Linked DNA regions of Mus musculus: region 2 is linked to region 1. Evidence: chromatin contacts called from public promoter capture Hi-C data. All regions are on one chromosome and are shown on one strand. Each heading gives the region's core, a stretch centred on a gene start, on an enhancer-like site or on the middle of the called end of the contact. The rest is flanking DNA. Distances are from core to core; before and after follow the strand shown. Region 1 has its middle 91 kb from the start of Arl5b. Region 2 has its middle 160 kb from the start of Mir6419.

Region 1 (2,921 bases), core at 311-2,810:
CAACAGTTGGGCGCCTCCAACTACTGGTTAGTGTGTCCTCCCCCGTACTCCCAGCTCAGCACCCTAAATCTGTACTCAATTTCAGGTGCTCAGCCACCTTCAGACCTAGCTCAACATCCCCAACCTCCCACCTGTAGAAGTGGCCTGTGACCACTTAGCTAGAGATTTCACATGGCTGGCTTGTTTGTTTTTCCCTCTGAAGCATGGTGAATTCTCCCTCTCCTTTCCTTGCTGCTTTGCCTACATGGACTCAGAAGTCTGCCTGTTTCTTCCATCCAGCAATTGGCCCATGACATCTTTCCTGATAGATCAAAAACCGATTGGGGATCAGGACCTTAATATCATAACCACCCCTATACTCTGTGACTAGAAAACAGAATGCTGTGTGGGAGCAGAGGGGAAGGCTGGCAACTATCAATTTTTCATTTTCTGTTTGATTTAATGGAGTTACAAACAATGAGCCAATTTCTGCAAGAAGGAGTTTGCAGATGTTTCTACTAAGAGAACATGGTGAACTGCATCAGGGTGGAAGCAGGAGTGGTGAAGGAGCCTGACTCAGTAGAGTCTAGAGATGTGCTGAATTATTGTAGATTCACTATAGACAGGAAAAGAAAAACATTAGGATAACTCCTCCTTCTCCAAAGCCCCCTCTTCTTCCTTTTCCTCTTCCACCTCCTCTTCCTCCTTGTCTTTCTTCCTTCTGACTGAGATTACTTTCAACTAATTGCCATATAAAAATACTAAACTCATTGCTTTTTGAGACAAAGCCTTATTATAAAGCTTTGGCTGGCCTAGAAATCACTATGTAGACCAGGCTGGCACCAAACTCAAAGAAATCTGCCTGCTTCTACCCCACAAGTGCTGGGATTCAAGGACTGGACCACTATGCCCAGCTCCTAAATCAATTTTTTCCCACCCCCATGGCTTTGTGACTTCACAAAGAGACAGACACTCAGAGAAGGTAAGTCTCCCTACTGTTGTAAAAAGATCAATGTTCAGACTCAGCTCTGCAATGTAAGGCCAAGTTCCCCACTATGCCCATGGCATCATGTGTTTGTACTTCACTTGAGTGACACATATTCAAATATCTCAATGATGTTGAGTAATCATGGGTAGTAGAACTTTAATAATGAGTCAACACAAAAATCTTATGGTGCAATTTGGTAGTGTAATTTCTGTTCTACTTTTTAGTTTATCCATTTCATGTCCTTTGGAGGTAATACATTTATTTATCATTATTACATGACAGCATATTTAGAAAAGCTTTCTACATTTGATTCACCAAAAGCACATCATTTCACTATAATAAGGTAGAACCAATGTTGTATTTCAGCAGCCCCCTCCCCCACAGACACATTATGATACTGTGAGAAAGAGTAAAGCAGGCCCTTGCTTTCTAGGTGATGTCTGGGCTGTAACTTGCTAGTAGGATTTAATGTCCTTCTGCCATACATAAACAGTTGTTCAAGACATCAGGGTCAGGTTAGTACATTGTGTAGCTGGCATGTCTTGATATAAAAACAAGATCATTGTGTTTATCTGGACATGAACAAAATGTTGACATTAGCAACGCTACATTAATGATTAAACTTTCCTGACTTGGCTAACAGGAGTGAATGCCATGCCCTAGACTCACCTTCTTCTGGATAATGCTTTGTAAACATATGTGTGGTTGTGCTTTGAATGTGATACATTCCTACAGGCAGTTCTCAGTTGGCAGTGCTGTTCTGCAAGGTTGTAGAAATGTTGAGGCACAAGGTCTGGCTGGTACAGATGGGTCACAAAGGTGTCACAAAGGTTATCCTTGCTTCTGGTTCTAACTTAAGTGTTCTGCTTTCTTTCTTCAAGGCTGTGAGGAGTCTTGGCCACAAACTCCAACCATCATGAATGCATTTTGTAACACATTCCCCTACATAATGGACTGAAACTCTCCAGAACTGTGAGCCAGAATAAATCTTCTCCTAAGTCATTTGTGTCAGATGTTTTGTCGAAGTAATGAGGAAAGTAATTGCTGCATAAGTTATGGGAAAACCCTTGTCCCCTTTCCTATTTCACATACTGATGTCCCAAACTAATCTCATAGTGTGACTCATTTGGAATATTAAAAGTATAAGTTACCATCATATTTTACTTAGTTCCTGGACTATAACACACCAAACCAAAATGGATTCACTAATGATATGGTCCATTCAATCAAGTTAAAACTTTGAGAAAAGATCCCCAAACATATCACTTTTAAAAACCAAACAAGCAAGTGGAGAGATGGTTCAGTAGTTTACAGCACTGGCTCGGTCCTCTACCAGAGGACCTAGGTTCAATTCCCACCCAGCACCTACACTGTGGCTTACAATCATCCATTAGTTCCAGGTCCAGAGAATCCACCATCCTCTTCTGGTCCCTTCAGACCTGAATTACACCAATGGTATGCTCACATTACTGGAGGCAAAACACATATATACATAAAAGAAAAATAAATCTCTAAATTGAGAGAGAGAGAGGTTGAGAGAGAGTGCGCAATTAATCTGAATAGGCTTAGTTAAACTAACCAGGCATCATAAGAAAGACTGCTCTGGTTTGACCACTTCTAAGAAAAGTCACCTCCCATAAGCTGATAGTAAAATCTCTTCTCTAAACTGCTCTTACCAGTCTCCTTCCCAGAGTAGCTCTTGTGACCATACAGCTCATTTCTCCATCATGTTACTATGTTGCCATGTATGAGTGTTTTACCTGAATGCAAGCACCTTTTCTAAATCTTTATGTGAGTGACTGAGCCATCTATGAATCTCTAAGAAAGGTCAAATTTGTCAAAACTTGTTTGTCATATATAATCTAGCGGCTCTAATGAGACAATTAATTTAGAGTATAGTCTTTAGAGTGAGTCTTAATTCAGTCTGCCCTGTTCTTATAAGAAGTACAGAGGC
Region 2 (2,921 bases), core at 224-2,723, 2.6 Mb before region 1:
ATATGGTCCATGTTTAACCTATGTTTCTTTCATTGCCCCGAGATTGTCTTTTTCATCTGTTTGTGTGCAGGTGTATGTGCAAATCCGTGCATGTTTTATTTTAGAATCTGATCAAGGTACATAGTTTATATTTAGTTGTTAGGAAGATACCAACTTTTCCTGGTTACTACAAGTTCAGTGTCAGGCATTCAGTTTCTGCTACCAGTTCTCTTGGCTTAGGTGGCGTCTTAAGAGAGTTTTCAGGCAGAGTACTTCTATAGTATAGTATTCTTTTAGACCGTATAATATGTGATTAACTTGAGACCCTTTGAAATAAATATTAACGTTGTGCTTAAAACTGTGAAAGTGTAAGCAGGGGCACTGTCTTTGTAATTGATACCTGAGGGCATCTTTGTTTAATGGGACAAGGCAGTGAATACTTCTTGGGTTTAGACGCACTGCCTGTTTGTATTCTCACGTGTTTAGAGAAGATATAAGTATTCTGTTTGCCTTCGTGCAGAGGAGGACATGTATAAAATGTAATTTACACGGTATTTACATTCTGATCTTTTTGATAGGATGATCATAATAGAGTGTATCCTCGGAATGAGATTGAATACAATGCACATTTAGTTCCTAACAGCAGTGAACACTATTAAAATATTTAAAAACAAACTGGTCTACTTGAGTACGTGCCATGTTTTCATAAGCCTTTATGCTTCACTAGCCGGCAGTGGCTTCTTGTTTAGCACATTCAGAATTTTCTGCATCTTAGAACTTGCAAAGCAGAGAGGACTGAGCGGCGTTCTTACTGCTTAGAGGTGCTGGGGAAATAAATAACACACGAGATGATTAGACAAAAAAGCACAGCTTGTATTTATGTGTGAATTATATGCCAAGCTAAACTACAAACACTTTGATACCCCACATGCCACACAAAGAATATAAACCCCAAGGCCATTTGTCAAATTATTTAATTTATTGTGTGTGAAAGTCAAATTTGCATTTATTATGTGTTTGTAACAAAAATACATCGGTTCTCAGAATTTTCTGAGAAGACATTATTGCTTAGAAGTAGCAATATCAATGACTGGCCTTTAATATGCTGCCACCAAATGTTCCATTATCATAGGACTGGGGAGGGACCATTTTATTATGACCTTGACAGTAATTTTCCTAAATCATTCCTTCTGTAGATTTTAGGGGTGGGTTGGGGGAACATTTGTACCTACTGTGTCAAATGTATCTTTAATTATGGAAAAAAAATCCCAGCAAAAATCCCAAAACATACAGATATTCGCACTAAATATGTTTAGTCACCCTTTCAAATAAGATTCCCTTTCACCAAAGAGTCTCACTTAGCACGATTTTGTTAGACTTTTGAAAATGAAACAGCAGGAGCTGTGTATTGCATTTGCGGCTCTCTCTCTGGCTGCATTAGCAATTCTTCCAGTGAATATTCATTGGCTATCTCTAGCCTGGAAGATGCTGAGCTGGGTGCTGCTCATTAAGAGCCACCCAGAATGGTCAGCACACTTCTGCCAGCCTGTCTTGAGGGTGCTTATCTAGGCCACCGTGCCTCTGGCTCTCACCATTTCTCTGTGGTAACTAACATAGTCTTTCTGAGGTTATCAGAGGACAGGGAAGGAAAAGGAATGAAACGTAGACCTGAGCTCCACGCCCACTCCACCTCCTGTTTCTCTTATCTTTGTGTGTGCCTTCCAAATTTGGTCCTATAACCCTCCGTGGCCTCAGATTATTTCAAGGGGGTTTGCGAGTTTCCTGCGCTTAAGTGAACGTGGTCACTGAAGCAGGTCTCTTGAGCTGCAGCCTGTCATTGACACTTTTGGGCATGATGTAGCTGGCTTTGAATCTCGACACCATTTTGTCTTTGGATTGTTTGTTCTTCCTTTGTGAGATAAGATTGGTCATAGTACATATTGTTTACTTTTGTAACTGTGGGACAAAATGCCTGAATGTAGCAACTTCAGAGCGGGGAGGTTTATCTTGGCTCGAAGTCCCAGAGGAGATCGCAGTTCATCACAGTGGGGAGCTTGTGGATAGCCACATGGTGGTGGCAGACCAGAAACAAATCAAGAAAGCAAATGGGTGTAGCTCTCAAGGTCCACTCTCTAGTGGCCCTTGTTCTGGTGTGTGTGTGTGTGTGTGTGTGTGTAGTGCTGGGAATCAAACCTGAGGCCTCATATATGCTAGGCAAGCACCGAGTCACATCACTAGCACCTCACAAGTTTTTCAAACAGTAGGGAGGAAGAAAGACAAGAATTAACAAAGACAGAGAAACCATGAACATACACTTGAGTACTAAAAGTTTGAGACAGGCTACTTCATAGCTATGCCTTGAACACCAGGGAGCACTGAGAGCTGCTGTGGATCTGGTGAGGAATGGTTGTTAATGGGCTGGAAGTGCTCCCATAATGGATGTTAGCTGCCCTTGCTTTCAGGATCTCCCTTCCTGCCAGGCCCACACTTTTCCTGGCGGCTGACCCAGCACCCTCAGCCCCTAGATCAGCTGTGGCACAGGCATACTGCGCTGTGTGGGAACCGTGTGGTTCCCTGTCTGCGTCCACTCGGGGAGCGGAGTGTTCTTTCTTGCTTACCTGATTGTCACCTGAGCCTGTCACTTAGATGATGCTCAGTTAAAATTAAGCCTCTCTTGGGGACTGCGATCATGCTTACATCTCAGAGAGTGCACTCTGTACTTAATCCTCACTCAGCATGGACCCAGCTAGTCTCTCCTAGGAAGGCAAGCAGAAGTTGGACAATCTAGAAGAAGCTAGATGTCAGATCGGCTTTGGGGAGCCTAAAAGGTAGTTTATCTCAACCTGAGTAGCAAAGGGGGGGAGTGTCCTGATTGATGGGCGGGGCTTGTGAACCCCAGTCTTGAATGATGGGACTCAGTGCTGTTGCTGAAAGATTCGGTA

Evidence for each region. Promoter capture Hi-C pulls out the DNA fragments that hold promoters and counts their contacts.
Region 2: a contact with region 1 is called in a promoter capture Hi-C map of the C10 cell line, with 7 times the contacts expected there. The contact joins two enhancer-like sites. A contact is called at or near these places in 2 of 39 promoter capture datasets (the C10 cell line and pre-B cells).

Annotation. Positions count from the first base shown.
Region 1 is chr2:15,145,305-15,148,225 of GRCm38.p6, reverse strand. No RefSeq gene overlaps it. Among named protein-coding and RNA genes, the nearest start is that of Arl5b, 91 kb to the right of the region's middle. Within about 2 kb of position 1,560, at least 16 of the 459 cell types and tissues checked have an H3K27ac peak or open chromatin away from gene starts, as enhancers often do.
Region 2 is chr2:17,722,488-17,725,408 of GRCm38.p6, reverse strand. It overlaps a transcript of Nebl not described here. Among named protein-coding and RNA genes, the nearest start is that of Mir6419, 160 kb to the right of the region's middle. Within about 2 kb of position 1,473, at least 14 of the 459 cell types and tissues checked have an H3K27ac peak or open chromatin away from gene starts, as enhancers often do.